7 separate regions of the Mus musculus genome follow, and regions 1, 2, 3, 4, 5 and 6 are each linked to region 7. A link is a contact called in public HiCAR-type, HiChIP or PLAC-seq and promoter capture Hi-C data. All regions are on one chromosome and are shown on one strand. Each heading gives the region's core, a stretch centred on a gene start, on an enhancer-like site or on the middle of the called end of the contact. The rest is flanking DNA. Distances are from core to core; before and after follow the strand shown.

What was found. Promoter capture Hi-C pulls out the DNA fragments that hold promoters and counts their contacts. HiCAR-type assays count read pairs that join an accessible place to other places. HiChIP or PLAC-seq counts read pairs in DNA pulled down with a chosen protein or histone mark.
Region 1: a promoter capture Hi-C map of hematopoietic stem and progenitor cells shows a contact between it and region 7, with 18 times the contacts expected there. The contact joins the enhancer-like site here to the promoter of Prkaa1 in region 7. A contact is called at or near these places in 5 of 39 promoter capture datasets (the HPC-7 cell line, HPC-7-derived erythroid cells, hematopoietic stem and progenitor cells and 1 more) and 1 of 484 Hi-C or Micro-C datasets (the G1E-ER4 cell line).
Region 2: a contact with region 7 is called in a promoter capture Hi-C map of embryonic stem cells, with 6 times the contacts expected there. The contact joins the promoter of Rictor here to the promoter of Prkaa1 in region 7. A contact is called at or near these places in 17 of 39 promoter capture datasets (the 3T3-L1 cell line, 3T3-L1-derived adipocytes, the C10 cell line and 12 more), 5 of 484 Hi-C or Micro-C datasets (CD4 T cells, cardiomyocytes and embryonic stem cells) and 18 of 115 datasets of contacts at active chromatin or transcription factors (the 230-238 cell line, the SCID.adh cell line, T-cell acute lymphoblastic leukemia and 10 more).
Region 3: a HiCAR-type map of astrocytes shows a contact between it and region 7, with 6 times the contacts expected there. The contact joins the promoter of Dab2 here to the promoter of Prkaa1 in region 7. A contact is called at or near these places in 2 of 39 promoter capture datasets (cranial neural crest and hippocampal neurons), 1 of 484 Hi-C or Micro-C datasets (muscle stem cells), 8 of 115 datasets of contacts at active chromatin or transcription factors (astrocytes, bone marrow-derived macrophages, cardiomyocytes and 4 more) and 2 of 9 other capture datasets (embryonic stem cells and macrophages).
Region 4: a contact with region 7 is called in a promoter capture Hi-C map of hematopoietic stem and progenitor cells, with 5 times the contacts expected there. The contact joins the enhancer-like site here to the promoter of Prkaa1 in region 7. A contact is called at or near these places in 6 of 39 promoter capture datasets (the 3T3-L1 cell line, the HPC-7 cell line, HPC-7-derived erythroid cells and 3 more) and 5 of 115 datasets of contacts at active chromatin or transcription factors (embryonic stem cells and epiblast stem cells).
Region 5: an H3K4me3 HiChIP or PLAC-seq map of the SCID.adh cell line shows a contact between it and region 7, with 8 times the contacts expected there. The contact joins the enhancer-like site here to the promoter of Prkaa1 in region 7. A contact is called at or near these places in 3 of 39 promoter capture datasets (the 3T3-L1 cell line, cranial neural crest and frontonasal cranial neural crest), 2 of 115 datasets of contacts at active chromatin or transcription factors (the SCID.adh cell line and double positive thymocytes) and 3 of 9 other capture datasets (embryonic stem cells, liver and macrophages).
Region 6: an H3K4me3 HiChIP or PLAC-seq map of pro-B cells shows a contact between it and region 7, with 6 times the contacts expected there. The contact joins the promoter of Selenop here to the promoter of Prkaa1 in region 7. A contact is called at or near these places in 2 of 39 promoter capture datasets (cranial neural crest and pre-B cells) and 1 of 115 datasets of contacts at active chromatin or transcription factors (pro-B cells).

Annotation. Positions count from the first base shown.
Region 1 is chr15:6,517,179-6,521,253 of GRCm38.p6, reverse strand. No RefSeq gene overlaps it. Among named protein-coding and RNA genes, the nearest start is that of Fyb, 61 kb to the left of the region's middle. Within about 2 kb of position 1,688, at least 21 of the 459 cell types and tissues checked have an H3K27ac peak or open chromatin away from gene starts, as enhancers often do. A contact at or near this core is called in the HPC-7 cell line and hematopoietic stem and progenitor cells, where this site is marked.
Region 2 is chr15:6,706,598-6,710,599 of GRCm38.p6, reverse strand. It overlaps Rictor (RPTOR independent companion of MTOR, complex 2), which reads right to left and starts at 2,219. Exons shown (of 38, transcript NM_030168.3): 1 at 2,149-2,219; 2 at 1,920-1,967. The coding sequence starts at 2,197.
Region 3 is chr15:6,385,374-6,389,299 of GRCm38.p6, reverse strand. Dab2 (disabled 2, mitogen-responsive phosphoprotein) reads right to left here and starts at 2,552. Exons shown (of 15, transcript NM_023118.5): 1 at 2,368-2,552.
Region 4 is chr15:6,731,443-6,735,320 of GRCm38.p6, reverse strand. All of the region lies in intron 2 of Rictor (RPTOR independent companion of MTOR, complex 2), which reads right to left. Among named protein-coding and RNA genes, the nearest start is that of Rictor, 25 kb to the right of the region's middle. Within about 2 kb of position 2,125, at least 33 of the 459 cell types and tissues checked have an H3K27ac peak or open chromatin away from gene starts, as enhancers often do. A contact at or near this core is called in hematopoietic stem and progenitor cells, where this site is marked.
Region 5 is chr15:6,591,464-6,595,178 of GRCm38.p6, reverse strand. The region is part of intron 1 of Fyb (FYN binding protein); the gene reads right to left. Among named protein-coding and RNA genes, the nearest start is that of Fyb, 13 kb to the right of the region's middle. Within about 2 kb of position 2,423, at least 46 of the 459 cell types and tissues checked have an H3K27ac peak or open chromatin away from gene starts, as enhancers often do. A contact at or near this core is called in the SCID.adh cell line and double positive thymocytes, where this site is marked.
Region 6 is chr15:3,269,301-3,273,456 of GRCm38.p6, reverse strand. Selenop (selenoprotein P) reads right to left here and starts at 2,480. Exons shown (of 5, transcript NM_009155.4): 1 at 2,405-2,480.
Region 7 is chr15:5,142,569-5,146,611 of GRCm38.p6, reverse strand. It overlaps Prkaa1 (protein kinase, AMP-activated, alpha 1 catalytic subunit), which reads right to left and starts at 2,751. Exons shown (of 9, transcript NM_001013367.3): 1 at 2,617-2,751. The coding sequence starts at 2,743.

The DNA.
Region 1 (4,075 bases), core at 439-2,938, 1.4 Mb before region 7:
CAGACTCACGTGGGAAGCTTTAAAAACACACCACTATGCAAACGTCACCTCAGCCTCTAAACCAGGCACTCTTGGGTTGAAACCTGGACATCAGGACTTGTTTAAATCTCCCAGGTAAGTCCAAAGCTTTTGGATAAGTTTTCACCATGTGCTACAGGATGGCTTATTCTTACTTCACCATTCCCTCTATACCCCAAACTGAATGAAACTTATATGGTAATCAGAAATTTAGCAATCACTTGTTAAACATTTAGCCAGTGAGATAAGCACTGTCATTTCAGTCCTTTGACTTCCATTTGAGCCTGTGCTTATCTCTAAATGCAGGCCGAGGTCCGTTTCTGTTGCTACTGAAGTTTTAAGACACTTTAACTAAGACAGGAAAGGCAAAGGGTTGTATTTTCCGATTCTAAAAATTCAATATGTTTCTATTTTTATTTTTTGGAACATGGGGAGATACGTGAAGCATTGTAGCTTGCAATGATGGGAAACACAGGGAAACACTTCCTGTGAAGTTAGTTAGATCCACCAGACTCTGAGCGACATGATAAGACAGGAAACATATGAAGACACTAGAGATGTGCGCCAGTGTCATGGGATCATCTTCAAGAGACAAAGTTGCATTTTCAAATGATAAAGTTGTGTTTCAGCCTCAGCTCTAAAAATGTCCCTCCTTCTAGCAGGGAGGAGTCGCTTAGGGAATGCAAAGTGTCGATAATTCATCAAACCGTGCTCCCTTTCCGATTTGCATTGCAGGAAATATTTTTTTGCTTAGGCAAAAGAGAAATGAGCCTGAGGTTCCAGCGGTCGCTATAGTAACCACATGGAAATGGTGAGGCCTAGGTATACTGGGCTGTGAAAAGAAACTAACTGAATGTCAAAAAAAAAAAATCAATTTACAAGTGGAGGAAGAAGCAGTGACAACATTTAAGTAATACCAGTGATCATGTTTTCAAAACACTCTTAACGTTTCACCAATTATATCATCAAAGGAGCATGGTGCTCAACACTAATAGTGTGGAAGATCTGAGAGGGGAGAGCTAAGGATGGCGGGCGTCACCTCTTCTTGGACGCCTCCTCAGTTACTCACTCCCCTCCCTTTCTCCGGGTCTCGCTACCATGCCCCAGATGACGCTTCCTCAGTGTATTTCTTTTATGGCTTTCCAATGACGTCACACGGGTTGGCTTAGGCTGCTCACCAGATTCTCACCTCCTTCAGTAAGAATTAATCTTCACACTCCGCCCTACCCCCAACCCCAGATCATAAATTCATTTTTTAAAAAGACCTGTTTGGGCTCATAGGTTCTTTTTGAATCTGATTAAGATAGCATATGGCTTTGAATGCGAATACTGCGTGCGCATGCCACCCCACAAAGGCCATGGTGGGAGGAGATTGCTCAGCTAAAACAGAACCGCTGCTGCTGCTTGATGCCAAATCAAAATCAGGCTTGGTTAGAGACCTGACTCCCCACTCCCACCCCCACCCCACCAGCACGGTCAGCTAAAAAAGCCTTATTTTATAAACTTGTGCCTTTTGATTCACATGCATTCGGACTGTGCCAGCAAAAGGCAACTCAGACTCCGGAAGCAGATTCGTAAGAGTTCAAGGATATCCTAAGGCTACTGCTTGGTCAGATATGGAACAGGCAGGAAGAGGGAAAGCCAGAAGAGGTGTGGTTAAGGAAGTTGGGTACCGGAGAGTGGGTACTTCCTTAATTAGACCAATTCTCTTCTACTTTTTCTTTTAAAAACATGAGCCTGTTTGTTCGTTTGTTTTGTTTTTGTTGTTGTTTTTGCCCTCTTAATTTTTTAGGAAAGCAAATTGTAGTTTAGAACATAAAGAATCTGGGAACTGGAGACATAGCTGAGCAGGTAAATGTGACTGTTGATTTTTCAGAGGACCCTGAGATTGTTTTCCAGCACCCAAGGAGGGTGACTTACAACACCTATAACTAGGTCTCCAGGAGAACCTGGAGCTTTTGACCCCCACAGCCACTTACATTCATGTGAATATGCTCACATGTGCACACACATATGTTTATAATTCAAAATAATAAAAATAAAGTTGTTCAGGGGTGGAAGAGATGGCTCAGCAGTGAAGGGCAATTGTTGCTTTTGCAGAGGACTTGGGGCTAGCCTCCACACGGCTACTTTTGCAGAGGACTTCGGGCTAGCCTCCACATGGCTACTTTTGCAGAGGACTTCGGGCTAGCCTCCACATGGCTACTTTTGCAGAGGACTTCGGGCTAGCCTCCACATGGCTACTTTTGCAGAGGGCTTCGGGCTAGCCTCCACATGGCTACTTTTGCAGAGGACTTCGGGCTAGCCTCCACATGGCTACTTTTGCAGAGGACTTCGGGCTAGCCTCCACATGGCTACTTTTGCAGAGGACTTGGGCCTCCACATGGCTACTCACAACCATCTGTAGCTCCAGTTGCAGGGGATCTCGTACCCTCTCTGATCTCCGAGGGTATCAGCAGGCATGTGGTATGCGGACAAACACTTATGTGCATAAAATTTTTTAAAAAGTCTTTAAAAATGTTTTAAAACATCAAGGATCTGGAAGAAAGGATTTTCTTGGCTTTCAGTGACAAATGAGCTCACCCTTTGGTCAAAGAAGGGTTCTTAATATGTTTCAATTGGAAGAGAAAGTTATGTTTAAACTCCAGAAGGGCAAGGAATGGCTATTCCTCCTGAGTGAACCCAGGTGACTGTTTGCTGTATATACTATAACCATGCTATAGCAGGAGTGAGGAAAAGCAGCCCAGATCTAAGCAGTCTTTCATCATCCCAACTAACATGGAGAGCAAAACGACAAAGGCCACAGCTTAGCCTTGAATCCCGTAGTCTCTGGTTTGCTGTTGGGCTTCTCATTCATGTCTTACCCTTTCCTTGGTACTTGGGGACTTGAATCTCTGTGGGTCTGTTGTGTACTTTGTTTCTTACTTCTTGGGTCCGTGCCTATTCTCAAATACACAATATAAGAGTAATCTCTCTGTCACCCTTTGTATCCTTTACCCCGCTGAAGAAATGAACTGATTTGCACACCTTGCAAGGTAGCAAGGGCTCTGTCTTTGCTGACTGGAAAGTGATGATTTCTACTTCAGTGGGCAGAAGAGAGAAAAGGTCCCACGTGAAGAAGAGTGGATCTTTGCATTGTTCTCTTCTGTCCACCTTCCTCTTCCTCTGTTCCCTCTACCGTTCTTCCTCTCCCCCTTTTTTCTCCATCCTAGTGTCTTTTCTTCCTTAGTTTCTTTGCCAACAGGAAGGATCATCGACAGGAGTTAGAAAATAAACAGCCATGCCTTATGATATTACAGAGAATATAAGAGGGGAATATGTTTATTTTCTTAATCTTCTGTTAAAATTCAGAAGTAGCAATCATTTTATTTCAATATAATAAAGGAGTAAGATAGCATTTTGTTTCAACATACTAAAATAGCAAAAACTCCAGATTTGACTCTCCTCCTTCAGATGTTTCCTCTCTTGTCCCATATACACTCTCTGAATCTTAGGCTAACCCCATTTCTCCATTTGTACTCAGTGTGGGAGCCACCAGGCAGGAAGCCTCTCCGCATACACAATCATTCAACCTGCTGTTAACTCACCCATACATAGGTAGAACCTGCTGATAGTCTTCCTGGTGGTCAGGAGGGGAAGGTTTCTATAATTAATTATGTGGTGCATTTTGGAAGGCAGCCATGCTTACCTCTATACCACCAGGGTGCTCTATTTAAAAATGTTTTATTATTTTATGTGTATGACTGTTTTGCCTGCATGCATGACCATGGATCATGTGTGGTCAGTGCCCTCAGAATGCAGAAAAAGGCACTGGAACCCTTTACCTGGAGTGCAGATACTTGTGGGTGCTGGGAATCCAGCTCCGTTCCCCTGGAAAAGAAGACAGTGTTCTTAGTTACTAACCCACTTCTCTATTTGTAGCACTAACACATTCTTTTTTTTTTTTTTGATGGAGGTGTTTTTTTTTTTTTCATTTAAATTTTTTTTTTTTTTTTTTTTTTTTTTTGTCTTTTCGAGACAGGGTTTCTCTGTGTAGCCCTGGCTGTCCTGGAACTCA
Region 2 (4,002 bases), core at 970-3,469, 1.6 Mb before region 7:
TTGAGGCCTACAGTTCTCCTGTAACCTCTCTCTGTTGTGCATTGCTTTTGCAATCAGGTCAACTGGCTGTGAATACTTATTTGCAACACTAGTACGTTTTATCCCGGCAAGCAAACATAACATTGTCTAAGCATTTTACGTAACCCTAGAAACAGCTGCTCATCACATAGCCGTTTAAGTCAAGTCTTAGAGAACTGATGATTTTCAATCGTACCCACTGATTTGTCTTCCCGAGTTCCTATTGAAGTGAGGCAAGTTTCATATAAGCTTGTATATAAGCTTTTCTACCATCCCAAATTCTGACAGCCTCCACAAAAATATATAAAGAAGATTAACAAAATCCCACATCTGAACAGGTTTATACTGTAGGTACTAGGCTCTAGTTAACCAAGAGGTATCTTCACACAGTTTCTCCGTTACCAATTAAATCAGTGGCGAACTACATGGTTAGAAAAGCACGATGCAAAATCTCAGGTCTGAATTATGATACTCAGAACCGCTGTCTGGAAAACCTACTTTGTATACATTTTTCAGGTATATATTAAGTTTACAAATTTGAAAAAAAAAAACAACTAAAGCTTGACCTTTTTTCTATAGTGTTTCTGAAAGCTGGTTAATGGTAAGAGTGTTCCAGATCACTGATGTAGTCGCCATCTCTAGGACTGACACACCACTGCACTGGATCTTTAAAGAGGTTCCCCTTTGAAAGGGCTCCTTTACTCAAAACAGCTTCCTAAACTATCAGAACCAAATGCTAAACAACAAACACGTGTTCATGAAACTAAATCAAAACTAGTCTTTCAGTCTACACAGAAGGATTCTTACAATACAAAAACCGAAACAGAACTGAATTACGCAGTCAATACAGAGATGGGTCCCCCAAATCCCACATCCACCAAATAACTTTATACGACGGTCACTACATACAGGGTGGGTGGGGGAACCAAATTCATGTCGTATATACAATGTTTACGACTGTTCTTGTCTTGTTTTAACGTCCTAAGGTGTTTCACGGATCTCAAAAAGTGATTCCGTAACAGCAGAACTAGTTAAGTTACACTCCACTCCAGCGCTGTGGAGTCGGACCGTCCGGAATCTGTAGACCCAACTCCTGTTTAAGGAGGCAGAGAACGGACTGATGCTTCGGCGAGATACTGGGAGATGAAACACCAGCCCGGGGGCCGGTGACCGAAGCAAGAAAATACCGATCGTTCGCCGGGTGCGGTTCTTAAAAACAAAACACACGCGGGGCTCGCCCTGCTGGGAAAGGTGTAAACAAACCCAGCTCTCCTCCACTGCAGCCACAAGGTACACAATGAAGCGGCGGCCGAGTGAGGGGGCGGGCGGTCTCCAGCCAACTACAGCCCCAGCGGGCCCGGGAGACGGGAAGCGAGCAGCAGGGAGCTGCGGCGTGAACCAGACACTTAGCAGTCATCACGGGCTCTCCGGGTTCTCAAAAAGCTGCGGGGACCCCCCCCACCCCACCCAAGAGGATCCCACGGGCAGGGAAGAGCAGTCCCGCAGTGAGCAAGAAGCCGGCAGGGTCCAGCATCTGCTCTTGGGGGGAACGGGGAGGGCAGGATGTGGTCGCTCTTCCCACAAACATCCTCCAGCAACCTAAATAACAACCTCTACCTTGCTCCCCCACCCACCCCGTCCAAGGCCGCCCCCGGGATCCGGAGGTGGGGGGACCCGGGAGCGGACGGAGGGGGGACACACACGCGACCGAGCCGGCCGGGGAGCTCCGCAGCCGCCCGAGGCCCCGGAGCGGGCTCAGCCCCCCGGGCAACCCGGGCCACCCGGGCGCGGGGCAGGGGGATGGGCGCGGGCTCGGCCCCTCGCTGCCCCGCGCGGCTCGCCTGCCAGCCCGCCCGCCCGGCTGCCCGCGCCTCCCCGGCGGCCGCGGCGGCCCGCGTTACCTCGGGTCAGATCGAGCGGGACGTTCTCCTCGCCGCTGTCATTCCGCCCTGTGCGAGACAAGACACACAACCCCAGTTAGAATCCATCGCAGGCCGGCGGCGCCCGACGCCCCGCTCGTCTTCCCCGTCCAACCTCACCCCACCCCATCCCCAGGCCCGGAGCAAAGCCGAGCGCCGCGACCCGTGACCCGCACCGGGTGAGGCGAGCGAGGGCGGCGAGCGGGCTTACCTCGTATTCGGAGGTTCTTCAGAGAGCGGCCGCGGCCGATCGCCGCCATATTGACGGGTTTCAGTCACAACACCGGAAACCTCGCCCGATCGCGCGAGAACCCCCTTCCCCTCCCCGCGCGCCGTTCCCGCCCCCTCCGCCCCCCTCCCGCGGCAGCGCCCCCGCCCCTCGGCACGGAGGCTCGCCCGCGGGCGCCGAGCAACGCGCCGCCGCCTGTGCCGACCCGCATTGGGCGGTGGGATGCGACCCCCGGCGGGGGGACACGGGCAGGGCGTCGGGGCGCAGGCGTGGTGGGAGGCGCAGTTCCCACGGGGGGGGGGGGCGCCCATTGATGTGGCCCGGGACTCTGGGCGCGCGCGCGGCGGAGGTCGGGATGCGGGCGGGCCACCTGCTGGCCCGCCCCGCCGCACTCCCCGCGTGGCTTTAAAGCCCGTTTCCTTACTCATCGGCTAAAATTGTTACCATTATTTTTATTATTATTATTAAAAGAGAGGGTGGGGTCCGGGAAAAAGGCGCGCGGCGCACAGTTAGGAATGTCGCTTTGATCCTTTTCCCAGAACCGCGGCGCCCCGAGTGAACACGTAACAAAGTTTGTTTTCCACCCACGCTCTGACCATTGAGCTAAGCGGCTTCGCGCTTGATCACAGGCAAAGCCGCTCGCCGCCGCCGCCGAGAGCTGGGCGGCAGGGCGGAGGTTTGCTTTCGGTCCGCCGGGCATCCGACGTGCAAGGAGTGCAGAAAGCGGGCGTGCAGGGCGCTCGCCCGAGCGCGGGACTCTTTCCCCGGCGCGCGCCAGCGCCTGGAGGCCCGGGACAGGGTTTCCTCTCCCGGAGCCCGGGGAGGAGGCTGGGCGCCTCGTCCTGGCTTTCTGTTACTCCTACATCACTGGCTGATGCCGATGTCGAGGATCGATGTTTTTAATGCGGACTAGTCACAAGGATTAGTTTACGGGTTTCTAGAAGCGGGTTAGTACGCACTCATTTGGCCCTTAACCCAGCAACTCTCTTAAGCTAGATTACTTTAATGAGAGGATATTTTGTCTCCTCCTATTCCTCACCTCTCTCTTCCAGACTTAAAAGTCCAAAGTGGAGATCTTGCCTTAACCACTTAGTTTTTAGTACAGACGTCAAAAACGAGTATCTGTTAGTGTAAACCTTCAGCTCCTTTTGTTCTAATAATGTTCTAAATAATAATAATGTTCTCACTAAAAAAAAAAAAAAAAAAGCAAACCAAAACCTCTCTAAAATCAAAAAGAAAAATAAAAAAATATTAGAAAGACTCTCCGTGTTAATAATAGTGAGCAATTGTAGACTTGAAAGCCCAAAGGTAGAAATTATGCAAATGTAATTTAAAATGACTTTGTTGATCCAGTATATTAACAGAGTGGTATTAAGTAAGCAATTACAGATTTCCTTTACTCATAAATGCTTGAAATACATATAAAATTCAAATGGTTCATTATAAAATACTTTTACAAGCATTATATAAGGAAAAAAATCCAAGATGTGTATCTGAATGTAAACTACTATTCCCCTTTCAATTGTGGGATCATGCCTGCATATTTTCTTCTTGCTTGGTCACCTACAACCAATAGTTGTGGTTGGACTTTTAACCAATAGTCGATCTATGACAGTTGTAGAAGCAACAAAAGTTTTTAAAAGAAAAATAAAGAAACACCAGGAAAATAAACTTGAATTGCTGCTCTCTTGGGGTACTACCCCATATCTCAGGATGAAGTCTGCATTCTGGCATCTGCTGCCCTGTTGCACTTAGCTTTAAGGATCTAACACAATTACAGTGCTTTAAAGAAATATTCCCTGACACTATCAGCACAAGCCTTGATAAACAACAAAA
Region 3 (3,926 bases), core at 1,303-3,802, 1.2 Mb before region 7:
GGGGGGGTGTTCAATCTCCCACTGAGAAGAGAGATAAGTTTTGGGATTCAGTGTCAAAATGCCAAAAGAAAAAGAGGAAAGGAGAGAGAGAGAGAGAGAGAGAGAGAGAGAGAGAGAGAGAGAGAGAGATCTAACCTCTGGATTTTGTTCTTTCTTCTCAAGTCAGCAAGGCCTAAAAGCATCCTGTGGTTATCTTCCCAGCCTCCTTTACATCCTCAGGTGGAGATCAATAGAATCGGGATCATCAGTTCTATAAATACATGGGTGCTGGAGGGCAAAGACAGAACACATTCCTCCCATTCCTCCACAATCTCTCTCTTCTGCCATAATACAAGTGGCCCAGCTTAGCGAGGTGTGCTCACCTCCGCCTACAGTCCTAGGGCTCCTGAGGCAGAGGCAGGAGGATGATGAGTTTAAGTCTAGACTGGGTTTACAGAGTAAGACCATCCAACCAGGAATTGAGAAGCGCAGCTCCATGGCTTGTCAAGCATGCCCAAGGTCCTGGGTTCCTTCTCCAGAACTCAGGGCAAAGACGGAGCATAGCAGCCTACAGGGAAAAAGTTTCTAGACTCGCGGTTGGACAAAAGGGCTTGAGTTTGCAGTAGAGGAAGAAGGGGTTTGTGATTAGGTTTTTAAACAAGGCTTGGGAAGAACCCAGCGAGTTTTAGGAGACAGTGACTACGAACTAGGGAAGAAGTGGTCTGTGTCTGATGCGAGTGCTGGAAGAGACCACCACACCTCTCTGGTGCTTTCTCAAGGGCTCTTGCTAATCTCGCCTTCTGAGCTGTGTTCCTCTAGCATTGCTTTGTCTAGATAGCTGTTTTCCTCTCCAAAGCCTGAATCCCCAACACTCCTAAATTCTCAAGCCAGTACATTTCTTTCAGTACTGCTGTGCCCTGCCTCAACCAAGGGAGTGGAGAGAGGTAGAGTCCTTGGTGGGTGGGGTAGCTAGCTAAAACAGGGCAGCCTAATCCAGGACAAGATAGCACCATGAAAAGCCATTTGGTAGCAGTGGCTCCCGAGTCCTGGCTAGTCCCTCCTTTCTAAACAACCAGTCACTGCTACTATGTGCAGAACCCAGGCCTCAAGATTGTAAACTAGGTAGGTTAGACATCCCATCAGAAGCGTTCCTGGAGCCTTATCAGCTATCTCCAAGGGATTTTGGCAAATTTTCTGCCATTACTTAGGTTGGAGTTATATCTACCTCCACCCTTCCCCTCCTGCTTTGCCTGATTAGGGCCAGAAATTTTTTCATCTTTATAGAGCAACAGCAACATTTACTATTCATGAAGTTGCCCCTCCATAATTTTTAAAGCTTTCCATGTGCCTGGAAGCTTGCTCGTTTTTGCTCTTCTCGGTTTACAGGGTGGCTCCCTTTCTTCCAAACACAGGCGAAGAAAGAGGAAAGGGTGGGAGGGGGTGCCTCGGGTGGAGATAACATCCATATTTTTTAACTGTTTTTAATCCAGTTAAATTTCCCTTCGGATTCACACAGCTCCCATCTGAAACCGACTACAGAGCTGAATTCCAGACTCAGGATTAAGTGGAGGAGAGCAGGCAGGAAGAAATAACAGCCAGCTCTATGCCGCAAAGAGAACCGCTACGTTGGCAGGGTCTCCAAGGTTTTAAACACAGTTTAGTCCCTCTTCTTGAATTCTTAATCCTTCCAAATAATTTACAACAGTCAAGAAAAACAGCATTCAAACGCTTCACGATTTAAAACAAGTTTGTTACGTGGCTTGGGCAGATACTTTTCTTAGGAATGCTGGTATAAGACAAAGTTCACATTTTTAATGCCCTGTGCTGTCAGTCAGCAGAAAATAGCTCCTCGGAGGCACAGACCATGTCCCCAGCCTTTGTCGCACAGTAAAACTGAACATCATTCAGGAGTTTATTAGGTGGTCAGCAGCCACACCGCGCATTCCCTGGGATGTCCCCTAAGCCCTAAAAACTAGGGCTCGTGTACAACACACACACACACACACACACACACACACACACACACACACACACACACAGGGACTCGTTAAATGTCACAGGATGGGCGCCTTGAGTCCGACCCCAAAGGTAAAATGCATTCCTTGGAAGCATTCCACAGATGTCAGGCCACAAAACCCGCTGCTCTCCCCGGAGTACACTGTCTCATTTGTAAGATTTCCCCAGCGCCCAAGGTCTGCAGCCAAGGCAGGGATGGGAAGAGAGGAGCCAGCAAAGGAGAGAAGTAGGTCGCAAAAAAAGAAAAAAAAGAAAAAAAAAGAAAAAAAAGGAAAAAAAGAGAAAGAAAGAAAGAAAGAAAGAAAGAAAGAAAGAAAGAAAGAAAGAAAGAAAGAAGGGACCGAAGGGAAGGGGGATGGCAGAGTTACTCACGGACTAGCTAGTGCTTCTGTGGAGCCAGCATGACTTCCCCGCGCCCGAAGCCTCAAGGCTGCAGCGCCGAGGACGCGGAGAACGCCACTTAAATAGCCGCGCGGCCACTCCCGGTAGAGATATGGTTCTAATCAGATGCTGGCTCTGAGGACTCTCCAGGAATGTGGCGGCGGGATGTTTTTGCTGCCTGGACTTGGTAACTCCCCCTCAACGTGTCTGCCGAGTCTTCCAAACTTAACTGTTTATTAACTCGAACTAAAGCCACGGAGATCCGGCGCCTCCTGCGCCTCCTGCGCCCCGTGCGCCCGGCCAGCTGGGGGCGATCGCAGAGACCCGGAAAAAGGAGCGTGCACACAACCCGGGCCAGGAGCCCCACACTGCCTTGGGCCAGAAAGGGTGCACGTAAGGACAGGAAAAGGGAAATTCTGGAGGAAAAGGATGGGATCCTCTGAGCTGCGTTTCGCAGATCCGTTCCCTGGATTGCCACTTCGAGTGGCGTGGCACGCGAACTGCGAACTCATCCTAAACCGCCTGGGGCATTTTGAACAAAGACGCGCCTTTACTCCTGACTTTCCGTTCCCGGGTCCAGTCTGTCCTTTCTAAAGCTGGGCATGTGACTGGATTGTTACCTTTAAAGAAAATCACTATTCTTTAATTGTGAACGTGCTTAAACAGGAGGGAAATCTATGTGTGCCCAAGTAAAAAGATGCCCTGTTATTGAAATTTAATATCACGCTCGAGCATATTCTCGCTATTAAACTGGCCTAAACAAAACAAGTTAGCCTCCATATAAATGATCTACATTTGTGATCATTTCAGTGTATATCCACCCACACGTAGATAACATGACTTTGTCTGCTAGTTTCTACAGCATTTCTTATTCCTTCATGAAAATATTGAGATATGTGAATAAGTATTGGAAGGTGTTTCATCGATGCTCAGCTGTGGATAGCCCGGCAGAGCAGACCTTGGGAATCCTATAGAATCTCACAATTTCTTTTCTGTATATTTTAAAGTCAGGGGACAATTGTTAAATAGTCACAGAAACAGTGGTGCTTTTCAAGTACTTAAGAAATTAAGCTTTGGGAAGATCCTCCTCCCCTTCTCCCTCCTTCCCCTCCCCCTTCTCCCTCCTTCCCCTCCCCCTTCTCCCTCCTTCCCCCTTCTCCCTCCTTCCCCTCCCCCTTCTCCCTCCTTCCCCCCTTTTCCCTCCTTCCCCTCCCCCTTCCTCCTCTTCCACTTTCTTATTTAGTCCTTTTTTTCTTGTTCCTCCTCCTCTTGTCTGTTTTTCCTTCTGCTCCTCCTCTTCTTCCCTCTCCCTCCTGCCCCTCCTCCCCTGTTGTAAGCAGAATGTACTGACTATGAAAATGACAAATTGTGACTTGGATGGAAACGGGTTATTGATTTTATTGAGTAAGCAACACAATGGATTTGCATTTTACCACTGAGAATCCAGGGTTCAAATTGGGCTTATGGTGCACCAAGGATGTATTTTGTGGTCCATGCCTAGCCCCAGCTGCAAAATCACTGTAATTTGAGGTAGCTCAATGAGAGTGGCA
Region 4 (3,878 bases), core at 876-3,375, 1.6 Mb before region 7:
ACCATAAGCAAACATAAAGTGTGCTGTAGCGCCCCCCCCCCCCAGTGTTGGTTCTCAGTTTACAGCGTAAGCCTTCTCCCCAAGTGCACAGCTGGCTGCCTTCAGAGTTCAATCCCTTTCGCATCGCCACTGCACTCACAGAAGCCCATCGTCCAACGCTGTGGATCATTCAGATTATTGAGCTATGAAATCATAAGTCTTAACGTCACAACTTTCATTTTTGTTATTAGGTGACAACCAGGACCGAATATACTGTTCAAATTTATATAACCAAAAACTTAGATAAAACATTTATCGGGTATACTTCTCACAACCATGAACATATTCAGTAAGGAACAATGATCGCTGGAAATGAGAAGCATGCATGCATGCCCTATACTTGTGCTGGCCAACTGCCTAAGACACTGCCAGGAGAAAACGAACTTCACAGACCTGTCTTCTGATCTTCATGTGTTAAGGGGGGAGGGAAAATCTAGGCAAATTGAGTTGAAGACACAAAGCTCAGAGTACAAAAGAGACCACGGACTACTAGAGAAGTCGGGCACTGCTCAGGAAAAGTACTCTGAAGATCTGGCCAAGGAGCTTGTGGTGCATTCAGTGGAGCAACAGTCACTGCAGCAGTGTTGAGGGGACAAGGAGCAACGGATGGAAGCAATTATAGGGAAGGAGTCCCTTCCTTCCAGGCAGGTTAAAAGCACTATGTGACATCCATCAAGTGAGCATTATCAATGTAATAACAACAGCAAGGCAATAAATTCAAGACTCCAAGCAAAGGGAACATGAAGACAACTATCTATACAAAGGCATATCCTAATTAAACTGCTGAGCATCCCTGAAAGAGGCGGGCAAGATGGGTCAGCTGGTAACTCATACAGGCCTGGTGAGTAGACACGTATTATGACCCACAGTAAATGTGGGAGAACATGAACTTCACGACCCTGTCTTCTCGTCTCCATGTGCTGCATTGCACACCCAGTGCATACACAGTGATAAAACTCAGAAAAACCTATCACAGTTCCCTCACTTTACAAGAAAGAGCAGGCCAAGAGCCAGCCAGGCCTCTGCAGCAGTTTATCAAGCCCTCAAAAACAATGTAACATTTCTCAAGCAATTATTTTCAACATCTTGTTTTAAATAAAACAAAAGCAGAATCTTTAACATTCTATAATAACTCTGGTAATAGTTTAAGAGACATTGAAACTTCGATACTTTAGAAAGGAACAACTATTAGTTGTAATTACTGTTTTCCTTACCAGATGAAACTGTCCTGGTCTGCATTTAGCTTCTCTTCTACCTAATTCCACCACAAGGGTGATGGCCATGACAGTGCTGATACCCCAGGAAGCACAGCACCAAACCCTGCTAATTCCCTCTGCTGTGAAGCTGGCACCTGCTACTTCACATCATCTCCTCCATTTCTATCTTCATCTTTCGTAAATTACAAATTCAGTATGAATGAAATTCACTTTAGTTTTAAGTGGGTTAACAAAGGTCTACATTAATGACTTAAAGATCTGCCTAGCAATAAGAAAGAGCAAATCCCTAAAAAAAAAATTATAAAGGCCTGATGAAGGTCTTAGCTGGTCCTTTGTAATACTGTTCTGTTGTTGTATTCTATCTATACAGAACGAGGAAGGAAAACACATTAATGATTTAGTAATGTATGGGAAGTTCACAAAATTTCTAAACAACCCTTTAGGATAATGTAATTTAGAACCTATGCATTTTCAAGAGTCAAAGAGAAAAGTCCATTAAAAACCTCAGGAACCAAAAAAATTCCTCAAGTGACATTCCTCCTCTCTGCATCCTCCCAGTTAAGGCTCATCAGAATTGCCTCAGAGAGCCCTGACAAACTTTCTAGGCTGAAACTGTTGCCATTTAAAAAGCAAGTCTGCGGTTAAGGGTGCAATCTTCTCCTGAGCTGAGCGCTCATTCTCCTCAGGCCCTGTCTCAGGCACCAAACGGAAGTCAGCACAGCCCTTCAACAAGGGCCTCACACTAGGTGACAGTTGTTTCTTTGCAAGTAATTGTTGAAAACACATCTCCTTAAACTGCATGTCACTTCCCAGGACAACTCAAAACAGTTAAGAAGCCCTTTTCAGACACTGAGATACGAATACTCACGTGCTACAATGTTGCAATCAGGGAACTCTCAATTTACATTGGGTCAAGGTTCCCCTGGGTAATGAAATGAGAAATTGCTTATTTCTTCTTTCCCTGTTAAACTGGGGTTTGGCAAATTTTTTCTGTAGAAGTCTCAGATAAAAGCCAAAGTATCTTAGACTTTGTAGATCATAAAAGTCTCTTGTATACACTTGACTGCTGTTATACTAAGAAACTGAAGAAAGCATGTATGAATAGAAACAGTTTTGTATTTTAGTCTAGGCTGCTACTAAACAGAAACAATAACTAGGTATCTTTTGAACAGAAATTTATTCTCATAGTTCTTTAAGGCCAGAGTAAGTTTGGTGAAGCACAAGTGAAGGAGTGAAGTCCTCTTCCCTTTAATTTCTCATTATTTCCTCACATGGTGGAGAAAGGGACAAGACAAAAGATGCTCTCACTATCTGCTCATGAGAGGCCATCCTCACATGGTAAGTATCTTCCCAGAGTTCAGTCTCCTAACAGCGGCACACCAGGGACTAGGATTTCAAAAGACAAATTGGGGATGGACACAAACATTTCATTCACCGGACTCTATCTCAACATGACTTGGGGTAAAGTGGTGGTTTCTGCCTGCTGTCTTGATGGTCTACACCTGTAATCCCAGAGGTGTCTCAAAAGAACTGAGAATTCAAAGCCTGCCTAGGACACACTGGGAGAGAAAGTCAGAGGAAATAAATGACTTAAAAAGAATGCACAGTCCATGGCAGTGAAGAGAACAACATTAATCACATGCCCATTCCTGTTTTGTGTTTTGAAACAGTCTTACAAGGCAGTCGTGGATGCCCGTGAACTCGAGGTAATCCTCCTGCTTCTGTCTTGCTTGTGTTTTTCAAACAGAGTATATATAGCCCCAAACTGGCCTCAAATAAACAATCCTCCAATCTCAGCTTCCAGCACTGGGACTATAAGCATTCCCTACCGTACCCTGCTCTTCCACATCATTTCTTGTAAGTAAAAAAGGGAAAGGATAGTTTCTTACATTTTTATTATTTAAGTGCATTTATACAAACATATTAATAATATTGAGTATTTTGAGAATTAAGTGATATATAAAAATTTGCTCAACTTCTATATTCATATCCTTTCATACCCTAAAAATATCATTAATGAACATTTAATACTATCCATAACTAAGGATCCTATATATAATGTTGAATACTAAATTTTTCAAAACATACAAAATATTCTTTGATAATTTAGCATAGTAAAAGAGCATAAAATATTAAAAATGAATCATTAAGAAATATATTCAACCCTGTCTCGTAAAAACCAATACACACACACACACACACACACACACACACATATATATATATATATATATATATATATGTTCAAAAGCCCTTATATGATACCACCTGACATAGTGAGAATGAGTATTTAAAATGCATTATATATCTGTGTACATTGTTTAACTGTAAGTTTACTTTAAAAAGATTATCAGTGTTTCTAGGAGAGAAATTATTTTATCAGTAAGTATATTTTAAAAATTTCAAAATAGCAAAAAGCTCTTTGAAGTTAAACATTAAGAAAATGCTAATTTCAAGCACAGTGAGAAAATTATCAATAATATTTCCATGATGTTTGTAGAACATGAATTTAATATTGTCAACTATTAATATCCAACAGACAGAATAATTACTTTAAGGTATATTTTGTTGTTATGTCTCCTATTTCATTTCTGATTTTATTAATTTGAATACTGTCTCTGT
Region 5 (3,715 bases), core at 1,174-3,673, 1.4 Mb before region 7:
GGCCTCCATGGCTATCAGGCATGCAAGTGGTACACAGGTATACACACAAGAAAAACACCCATAAACACACCCAATAAAATGTAAGTGACGCCAACAAAGAATCTCTCAGGAGAGTGATCAGAAGTGGAGAAACTAAGACTCCAGATAAGGAGCTGATGAGGGGCGCTACCTGGAGTTAGAATAGGGACAGGAGCCTCAGTTTCTGAAAATGCCGAAGCCATTCTGATGGAGGAATTGCTTTGAGGCCCAACTGAGACAACCCAAAATCCATGATGGCTACCATCGTAGAAGTATTTTGAGGTGAGAAATATTAGCTTTATCTAATGGCACACTGGATTCTAGTTACCAATTCACAAGGCAAATTTTGTTTTTAGAAAGAACAGAAAAATCATTGCAAACTGATTTTCTAGGCAAATTTTGTGAGCAATTGAGAAAACATAATCAAATTTTTATCTAACAGTTACCAGGGTTTCATAGTGAATCAGAAGTGAGCCAAATGAGTGACGGACGCTCCAAACCCCCTTCTTCACTATACTCGGGACAGAACAACCATCTGACACAATGAACAAGTCATGAGCAAGTCAATCCCATGAATCACAGCGCGGCTTGATGGGCTTTCTTTTCCAAAGGGTGTGTTTCCCTTAATACATTCAGCAATGTTGTCTGCTTGGGTCACTTTAAACTATTACAATGTGAACTTTTTGAAAACACAATTAAATAGCTTGTTTTGGAGTTTCAACATGAAAACCACAGGCTATTAGACGGTAGTCACAGACTACAGAAACCCTTATTTTCTTACCTATTGAAGAAAAATTCCTTAAGGATTTTCACCTTGGATGTCAGTCTATTTGGGGGAAAGGCTAATTTTACTTTTCCAGAAGAGGCTAAATACGTTCCTGATATTAAGAATCAAGTTTTTGTTAATTTTCTTCATTGTGGAAAGATGCTGAAGTGTTTACCATCAGTTTTCTAGCCTGGCATAAAAATTCTCTTCAGTATTTGTTGATGATTTATCCTTTCCACCAATTTCTTTCAGTGATATAATAGAGACAATTTGGTGTATGTTTTCAAGGTATGCCCTTCCAAAAATTAAGAGATGAAAAAAATCAGTTCTGACTTAAACATACGACAATTCTCTTGTCTTTAGTATGAAACAGTAAGTATCAAGCCTCTGCCCCATGAATGTCTTTCAATACTGCCATATTTATCTCCCCTCTAAACGTAAAGTCCTTTAAGTAAGATCAATTGTGCTCCACATTCGTTGACTTTGACTTTAGCTTCTACCATCGTAGAATGGTTTAAATACAGAATTATGCTTATGCTTTAAATATAGGATCTCAGTCAAATTTCTTCTTGAAAAAAATGTGACCCCTGAGATTCCAACTAATTACTTTTGAGGCCCTTTAAGGAGCACTGAGTTCTTTTTGTTGTTTGTTTGAGACAGGATCTCTCTCTATAATCCTGATGTCCATGAACTCACTATGTAGACTAGGCTAGCCTCTAGCTCAGAGAAGTCCACCTGCCTCTGTCCCCCAAGCACAGGAATTAATGGCGTACACTACTCCATCCACACCCAGTGACACAGAGCTCTCCAAGATACTGTTTGTCCTATGACATAGTACAAGTAAAAACTTCAGATCAGCAATTAGCTTCACAGGATGCTTGCTTTCCCTGTTACTTACTGCAGACGTTACACTGATGTATGTACTTGTTCCAAACATGGCAAGGGGAAAAGTTAAATACCTTACAGCTAAAATGTAGACATCTGATTAAACATTGCTAGTGAAAGTGGTAGGCAGAGTTGTGTTGCTGCAGCCTAATCTGATTGCTGTCAGCCTCTAGAAATGATGGGTGAGGTAACTAACACACACTCACACACACACACACACACACACACACACACACACACACACACACACACATGTGAGTTGCTATCAATGCTTTGTGTCTTTGTGATGTACCAGGAACTACACGGGGTACTTTTTCTATATATTGTTTAACCATCATAATAACTGCACAGCATAGAATTTTATCTCCACAAACATGAAAAAACAAGGCTTATAGAGGCCAAGTATCTTTATCGGGTCCAGCAGTAAGTGGTACAGCTTTTATGGGGCTTGTGTCTCTAGCAACAAAATACCTTCAGGCCTCTTGAATGAAAAAATGATTGTGAAGTCTGCATCTTCAAAATAAAAGCATGTACTTATCTTTATAATACAACTTCAATTTTATAGGTAGATGTTCATAAGATGTCTACAAGGCCACTTATCAACTTCACAGCTTAAAACAAGTCTCCTGGTTAAAAAAAAAATACAGCAATGAGCTTGAAAAAAAACCCTGTTTTTGTAGCCCCACCTCCTCCTCCTCCTTTTATCGTTAAGCACGTAAGCATGAGTGTCTATCTGCATCATCAAAGCCTGAGAGTGCTTCCTTCAAACTGGCACATCTTTGGTTCAACTGAAAAGGCATTTCAGAAGAAAAGTCACTCCTTACCACAGGACAGCTGCACAGCACTGTTTTCTAGCAGTCCATGTTTTTAAAAGTACTATGTGAATGCTTTAAAAAAGCTCTTTTAAAGATTAGGTGTTGGACAAGTGCAAAATTATTGCGGAATAAATGAATGTTGTTGCCAAATGACGAGTTATCCAGAAAACTGAGCAAGTAAAGCTGGGCACGCCCTGATCAGATCTAGACATAACCACCACCAATGTTTTAACCCCTTACAGCCCTTTCTGTTGTTGGTCAGCCGGGACGTGCTCTCCCTAAACACGGGGCTCTCCCAAAGGGACAAGGAGGTACATGCTGTCATCCGTGTTAGTTGAGATCTAACAGTTGTCAACATAGCGGCCACTCTTAAAGTAATATGCAATTATTCCTATTTTCAAAGTCAATTTTCTTAGCACCTCTGTTGTCTATCTACCTACCTATCTATCTATCTATCTATCTATCTATCTATCTACCTACCTACCTGTCTATTTACTTATTCATGCTTTGAATGCTGCTTTGAATACCACCAATAATACTAAATATGGGTTTAAATTTTGTTTGTTTGCTTTTTTTTTCTTTTTGCTGTTTGATAAATAGCAAGCATATTGTGCAGGGCAAACTTTAAGAGCAAAGTATGGTAGAAGGAGGGAGAAGATTCAGGGACTAGAACAGAAGAAAGGTATAGAGGAAAGTCAGGTGAGTGTGCAAGAGTCCTGGGTGACTGACTTGGTACTTCACTCTTCCAGGCTGATAGGCAGTTGGACAATTCAACCAACAACTGTTTAGATGACAAATGACAACCACAGCTCTCTAAGGGCTCCATACTCCCTCACAACTACCTGAACCTCTTTGCAATCAAGAAGCTAAAGCATTAATGTTGGCCAGAGCTCTGCCACCCTAGGTGCTATATATTTGAATGCTATCTTTGTCCTTCCCTTAAGTAAGCAAATGTCTGAGACCCAGTGTGAGGCAGTGCCTGTTTGCTCAAACACATCACTCATCCATTTGCATGTTTTGATGTAATCACCATCTTCTAGTATCCTCTTCCTGTGCTATGGACTTTTTTTTTTTTCATCTGAGAAAAACACCCATGGCTTATAAACTCTACTTCTCCCCAACTCCTCAATTCCTTCATCCCACTGTGACCAAGAACAGCCACGTGAAAGTCACATGATGTTCAATACATACTCCTACCCCTGTGTCCACCCCAGACCTCTCTAGATGCCCC
Region 6 (4,156 bases), core at 1,231-3,730, 1.9 Mb after region 7:
AGCATGGCCACAGGGTGAATTCCAGACCTCTCTGGAACACAGTGAGAACAGGCCTAGTGGTGTGAAGTGCTTCTGAATACCAAGTTAGCTGGCCACAGCAGCACACCTGTGACCTAGCATGTGAGAGCTGAGGCAGAGGAATCTCCAGTTAGAGGCCATCCTCAGCTATACAGTGAGACAGTTCTCACCAAGGGCCTCACTGAAGAAAGGGGAGGGAGCTGGGTATAGTAGCTCCTGCTTTTAATGCCAGTATTTAGGAGACAGAGGCAGAGGCAGTTTGATCTCTGTGAGTTCGAGACCAGCCTGGTCTATGTAGTGAGTACCGCAACAGCCAGTGCTACTTGTGAGACTCTGTCTTAAAAAAATCAAACAAAAAAGAAATAATGAAAAAATAGGAGGGAGGGAGAGTCAGCTGGGTATGGTGTGCACACCGTTAATCCCAGCTCTTGGAAGGCAGAGGCAAGTGAATCTTATATAATAAGTCTACATATAACACGGTCTGGGCCAGCCAGGGTCACACTGTCAGGCTACGCCCAAAAGTAAAACAAGACAAGAAAAGGAAAAGACTTTTAAATCTTCTTCAGCTATTTGTACTAACACATTTTTAATTCTGATGTTTAATCGGGGAAGTTCCTTTAGGGTGATATTTACCATAATAATGGGATCATTCTTATGTCAATCAGTTACTGGGTTTTGCTAGAACTATAAAGGCAAAAAGGAAAAATGTTAAGCACATTTACAGGTGCCAGTTGTGCCTCAGAATGTTTATGCTACTGCGCTCTCTGCAGTTGAGGAAACTGTGGCTCAGAGAGACTTTGTATGCCTTCTCTAAGACCATACAGGATTAGTATCCACAAGAGTAGATTTAAATTGGTTCTGCCCAACTCAAAACATGGATAGCTCAGCTACCAGTATACACTGAGAGTTTTAAAATACATCACCATGCAATAACTATAGCAGCCTATATAACTATAGCATTAACTATAGCATTTCTATATGCTCTATGCTCTGGGGAAAAAAAGAAGGAAAAAAACCAAGCTATTCAGCGTCTTAATAGAAAATCTAGCTGGTACTTCTTTCCTAAACTAAATTCATGTGAGGCTCTGGGATCAATCGCTAACACACACACACACACACACACACACACACACACACACCTCAAAACACTAAACTAAATTCAGTCTTTATAGAACTGCAGCATGAAGACACGGCCCTTGATACTCTGCCATAAGGCAAATATTTTCAAATGGCTAAATGGCAGACATAAATGAGAAGACTATTTCACCCACGTTTCTAATGAAAAGAATGATCGAGGGACAAAGGAAAAGCTGGAGAAGATGAGTTTCCACTTGCAGAGTTTCCCATCATTAATCAATAGGCTGCTTGACTTTGCTTAAGGTTGCTTTTATGGAATAAGCTTTGCATTTTAACTGTAACTGTCGAAGAGCTATATAAAAAGAATGAAGGCAAATAACAAAATTAGATCCAGTAATAACTGGACAGTGGTTATAGCGATTACAGTCTTCAGTTGCAAGCCTAGATACCTGTTCATGCTCAAAACTACAATTGATTGTACTCCATTAAAAGGAAAGCAAGCATACTCTTTGCCACACATCCTCTCCCCTTGAACAACAAAGACCACAACAAAAACAGACCAGCATTTTAAAGCCCCTCATCCGCTGGGCTGTGGTGGCACATGCCTATAATCCCAGCACTTGGGAGGCAGAGACAGGAGGATTTCTGAGTTCGAGGCCAGCCTGGTCTACAGAGTGAGTTCCAGGACAGCCAGGGCTACACAGAGAAACCCTGTCAAAAAAAAAAAAAAAAAAAAAAAAAGCCCCTCATCCACCTTCAGGCTTCCACCCTCTACTTAAATTCAAAAGCTCCCCCACCGAAGGACACCACCTGGACTGCCTTAAAGCAAGGATGGAGCCCTGCCCTGGGGATGGAGCCTGCTCAGTCTGCTCCCTCCCAGTTCTGAAATTGCTTCCGAATTCCCTGGACACCTCTACAGTACAGTGCGGTGCGACAGGCGTCTGTCCCATCTCTGCTCTTGAAATCCACTAGCTTTCCCTCTTGTTTGTCCTCACTCTAACCCTTCGTGGGAAACCCTGGAATTTAGTGAGATAATATTGCCCATATGACACCACAGTTCCCTGCAGAGAGAAACAGCTGCATTTTACATTGCCCACAGTAAAGGACAAAAATCAACAACAATAAAAATATAAAATTAAAAAAAAAAGTTAACTGTTCTTCCCCGACACTTCTTGTTCATTAAACAAAAAAAATGCTTTTAATGTCTTTTAGTCATCTTTTTACTAAGTCTATTTTAAAGCGGGGGAGAAACGTATTTTACCTAAGAAAAAATATTTCCCAAACTGTAAAAGAATCAAGTCCTACTTACGCAACCCCTTCGGACTAGCTTCGTCCTGTCTCTTTGCTCTAGTTAGAGCAGCTCCCCAAAGCCACAGGCTGACACTGACTTTTATAGCCCTGTTGTTTACCTCGCCCTCTGAGGTGCAGTCCAAAGTTCGGTGCTCCCTCCCGCTGCGACCTTGCAAATGCAGCAAGCCCCTGAACAGTTTCCGATCACAATGAGAAGAAAGTTTAAACAGCTGAGGCAGTACTTACTGAGGGAAGACGGACGACTTTTGACGAGTTTCTAACTTATTTTCTGCTTTTGATCACCCTATAATCTAAGAATGGTACAGTCCAGGGTGGAAGGAAGGGCTAAGGGGAGAGAGGTCCTCCAAGTGCCTTTCCTTTCGAAACTACAATAGGGAAAAACATTTGCCTAGCCAGCAAGTTACACAGCTGTTTTAAAAGAAGGGAAAACATGTTTGTTTTCCTTTTCCTTTATGAAGAGGAAGTTCTATACTAAACCCACACTGAAAGCTTCTTTAGAAAAGTCACCTGCTGTCACATTATTTTGGTCTCCTGCTACTATAGACCTATCTTTGTTTGGCTGTGCTCAGCAGAATTTCAATTGGTATGCAATCCCGTGGGAGCTCTGTTCTTGCGGGTTTCCTTTAATATAATGAACTAAGAAAATCGTCTTCAATCTGAAAGAAACCAGGCCTCATTTAAAATGTATATAGTAGTGCTCATTCTTTTTGTGTATCTTTGTCTCTCGGTGTCTCTGTCTCTGTCTCTGTCTCTGTCTCTGTCTCTCTCTCTCTCTCTCTCTCTCTCTCACACACACACACACACACACAAACACACACTAAGGAAGGGGGAGGGGCAGCACATGGTTGCCTCAGGGCAAACATGGAGGTCAGAAGACACTTTTGTAGAGTTGCCTGCTCTCCTTTCTCCTTTAATTGGCTTCCCCTTTAACTGGGTTCCAGGAATCAAATTCGGGTCTTGCCCGGCAACAGCCTTTACCCTCTGAGCTACTTCCAGGGCTGAACCCACAGTTTTCTCACAGCTGTAGTGCTACTTATAAATCCCAACAGAGTCTCTTTTAGCTGTTGCTTCAGGGTTATGTTTTATGCTTTTTTTATTTCTCTTAAGAACTGTATGCATGTATACAATATATTTTGATCTAACTGGGACCCCCTACTGCCCACTCCAACTCTTCCCAGACCCCTCCCCAACACATTTTCCTCCCAGCTTCATATGGGGTTGTTTGGTTTGGTTTTGATTAGTTGGTTGGCTTTGTTACCGAGTGCAGTTAAGGCTGTTGATACCTGTACAGGCACGGGGCTGTCCATTAGAGCATGAGCAACCTAACACAAGCCATACCCTTGAAGAAAAATGACTCTCTCCCAGTGGCCATCAACTGCTAGTAGCTTTTCAGCCCTGGTGGGAGCCTCCTGAGTACTCCCCAACACATGAGGAAATGTAAACAGACTTGATTAACAACAGCTGTGTGGGTGGGTGCAGGAGCACAATCGTCCTATGGTATCCAAAAATCACTGCTTTGCAGCGGTCCTCCCCAACCTCTAGCTCTTACAAACTTTCCACCCCTTCTCCTGTGGTGCTCCCTGCATCTTGGGCAGTCCTCCCCAACTTTTGGCTATTATGAACTTTTCACCCCTTCTGTGATGCTCCCTGCATCTTGGGTGGTCCTCCCTAACCTCTGGCTATTTCAAACTTTCTACCTTTCTGTGGTGCTCTCTACATCTTGGATGAGGGAGTTGATAGAGATGTCAGA
Region 7 (4,043 bases), core at 1,502-4,001:
CAAACTAAGCCTGGGGTTAATTTCCAATATGACCAGACACAGTGGTTATTTTGGCCCACTCTCTGTGCATTCCTGCCTCCCACTTTCTCACCTACCTAACAATACTCATTCTTTATAGTATCCCTGCAGCAAAGGCAAGCACACACATAAATATGCACTGTAGCCAGGTTAAAAAAAAAACAAAAAAAAAGACACCCCCCCCTCCCACACATATCCAAACCTGGGTCACATTCCTCCTATGGTCATTATGATGGTTTATATATGCTTGGTCCAGGGAGTGGCACTATTAGAAAGTGTGGTCCTGTTGGAGTAGGTGTGTCACTGTGGGAATGGGCTTCAGACATTCATCCTAGCTGCCTGGAAGTGAGTTTTCTGTTAGCAGCCTTCAGATGAAGATGTTGAACTCTCAGCTCCTCCTGCACCATGCCTGTCTGGATGCTGCCATGCTCCCACCTTGATGACAATGGACCTGTAAGCTAACCCAGTTAAATGTTGTCCTTATAAGAGTTGCCTTGGTCATGGTGTTTGTTCACAGCAGTAAAACCCTAACTAAGACAGTCATGCTATCCCCACTCTGATGCATAAACCAAATGGGATATGGCAGTCCAGCCATTCCTTAGTAAGGAGAGGATCATAGCAAATCCTGTGGTTACTAATTTGACATTATTACTAATGTCAAAAAAAAAAAAGCATCCCAACCATTTAACAGTTTTAAAATGAACTGGCTGAATATTTAGACCCACATCAACTAACAAGTTCAAGGACAAGTTTAATTATAACCGAGAAGCCTAGGATCCTCTGACTCACACTGGCCCTCTGTATTGGAGGAGGCTTATGACTGATGGTATAGGATTTCAAGAGAAGGCTGTGTGGGTGGGTGGAGAAGTGAAGGTTAAGGAAAAGCAGAGTCACTGGGAGGGAGGTTCGAGGCACTGCTACTTCCCAGGTCAAATCCCAGGCCGGGAAAACAATCCCTTCTTCCTTTCTTGTCTGCTTGATCCGCTCTGGTCTGTGTCAAAGGAATGGCGGACTGGATGCCACATTCATTCCAAGCAGGGCCTTCGGAAGGAGCCTTCTGAGTTCAAGTCTGCCTTATCACTTCCATCAGAGCCTTAATTAGCACTTCTTACCACCTCTAATGGCAAACAAGGATGCCTAGCTAAAGGTAAACAAAACACTGGAAGAGCTAGCTGCCTGTTAATGCCAACTACTTAGGAAGCTGAAGCACGAAGAATAACAAGTTCAAAGCCAGCCTGGACAGCATTGTAACACTCTCTCGAAATAAATAAATGCATGCATGCATAAAAAGAGACAAAGCAAAACCCTGAGAGTGTTCACGAACACTGGCTGAACCATGATCAGTGCTAGGCCCTAGACCACACCTACTCCTCCTTCACACTGTCTGGCTTGCTGATTTTCCTAGGTAGGTTTAGGCATTTGCTCCCCTGAGGGTAACACAGCAACTTTCCGTTTAGGACTGGGAAAGGGCAAGAGAAGGAAGGGCTCTTTCTGCCCTCCTGGGAGAACGGAGCTCAGTTAGCTTGCTGTGTAATTTGACAAACTTTTTCACTTCAATCAAATATCTACTAAGGAGCTTACTATATATGCAGGCCATAGTCTATTATTTCTCCAAAACCAATGTATGAATTATTTCTTATCAGCTCCAAACTTCCTTCCTCTAAATACTTAATAGCAGGCTTAAATATTTTAAAGGGGAAAAAAGTCCACCTCACAAAGGTTGTAATCAGAATTTTCCTTGTCACAGGTGGTGGGCTAGAGTAGTTAGTTGAAGACAGAATGCTTGTGCTTTTGCTAAGGCGGTAACAGGGGATTCTACCAAAACGAACAAAAAGTCCAAATGATGTGCACTGAATTACTAAAATATAAATATACTGTGAGAATAAACGGAAACTATACCTATAAGCTAATAAATACCATCTGGAGTTAACATATGCCCTACCTACCAGGTATAGCTCTCGGAAACCGCAAAACTTCCGAAAACGGAATCACTTAAAAGCAGCATCTGCATCCAACTGTAAACCACGCATAGGAAACACCGCGCCAGTTCACAGGCATATGCATCAAAAGTCCTGACGGAGATCAATAGTCCTAACAAGGGCATTACTATTTCTGAAAGGTATCTCCACAGCTACCTTGCTTTTGGAAGAACACATTTCGATTCAGGAAACCGAAGAAGCACTTTAGTCCACAACCTCCTAAAAGCGAGGCAGCGACAACTCCGAGGACCGCCAGGGCGCGATGGGCTGGCTCTGCGCCAAGGGCACACAGGGGATCAGAAGACCACAAGAGACCCCCTCGTCCGCGCCGGGCGCCCCCGCGCGCTCAGTGCCCAACTCCCTCGCCTGGGAAAGTTGCACCCAGAGCCATCCCCGCCCCTCCGGCGCCGCGCCGTCGCCATGGCGACCGCCCCCACCCCACCGCGGCGGACCCCACAGCTCTGCAGCCCGCGGCAGCCTCGGGCTCCGCTCCCAGCGCCGCCCGGACCGGGGATACGGAGCCCAGACACCCGGAAGGCGGGCGCGGGGGAGGATGCGGAGTGCGAAAGGCGCAGTCGCTCGCCGTTCGCCGGGTCCGCGCTGGCCCGGGCGTCCTCACCCTTCACTTTCCCGAAGGTGCCGACACCAAGCGTGTCCCCCAGGATGTAGTGGCCGATCTTCACCCGCCCGTCGTGCTTCTGCTTCTCGGCCGTCGCCATCTTTCTCCAGGAACTGAGTCTGCGCATGGCGCCGCGGGAGGGGGCGGAGGGGGCGGGCAGGGCCGCGCCGGGGGCGGGCGGGCGCCGAGGGGGTGGGGACGCGGGTGCGCCGCGGTGGGGCGCAGTCGCCGGCCACCGCCCGCGCAGGCCCCGCAGTCCCCGCAGCCGGCCGCCGAGCGCACTCGCTCCCCCTGGCGGGCTAGGCGGCGGGAGCGGCGCCGGTACTCGCCTCGGCGCCCCGCATCCCTCTGCGCGCGCCCGCGCTTCTGCGCGCGGGAGGGCTTCCCCCGCCGCGGAGCCGACCGCGGCCACCCGAGGGTCTGTGGGTGCGGTACAGCACCCCACCCCCGTAATTCCCAGGAGGACGATGCTTGCTTACACGTTGCCCGGGGATAGCGCGGCGTGCTTTGAAACAAGACAGGGGACACCGCCCTACCACTGACTTGAAATCTTGATTTTCATCTCATCTCGGTGTCATCTGGAAGCCAAGGGTGTTTTCACTTGCACTTTTAATACTTACCACTGCTTTAAACAAAAAAAAACTCTGAGCCAGTAAATTACTATGGGACACCGCACATCCTGGAGAGACTTCCTAGGAAATTTGCTACCGTCAAATTTCCCCTGTGGAATGTGTGTGAGCTATGTGAATTCCAGAAAGAGGTGTTATCCCGAACTTATCGTGTTTAGAAACTAATATTTTTACATTTTCAATAAAATGTACATTTTCAGTCCACTTGAAAAAGTGTGTTGTTTGTATAAATGGAGCCATATCCAGTCACCAAAGAAGTGTGTTTATTTGTAACAGGATTTTGAAGTGAATCTGTTACTCAGTTCTAACAATAGGTAAAAATATATATGTCATCCTTCGATTTTGCAATTTGAATCTCTATCAATGTCGATGGAGAAAAAGGATGGAGTTTTGTTTTTGTGGTTTTTTTTTTTTTTTTTTTTTTTTTTTTGGAGACGAAAAATGTCATTTTTCTTTGGGATGAAAATTACCAACACTCCTAGTTTTCCCATATTCTGGCTTATGACATCAAAGCAATGTAACATCAAACGCTTTTGTTCCAAGAAAAAGTATTCAGGGGGAAGAAAGCTGCTTTAAGGTTTGAGCAATAGTTCTCAACCTTCTTAATGCTATGACCCTTAATACAGTTCCCCATGTTGTGGTGACCCGTCTCCCATCATAAAGGTATTTTCAATGCTATTTCATAGCTTTTTTTTTTTTTTGCTACTTTTATGAATCGCAATGTAAATATCATTGTTTCCTGATGATCTAAGGGGGTTGATCCCGTAGTGGGTCGTGACCCACGGGTTGAGAAACACC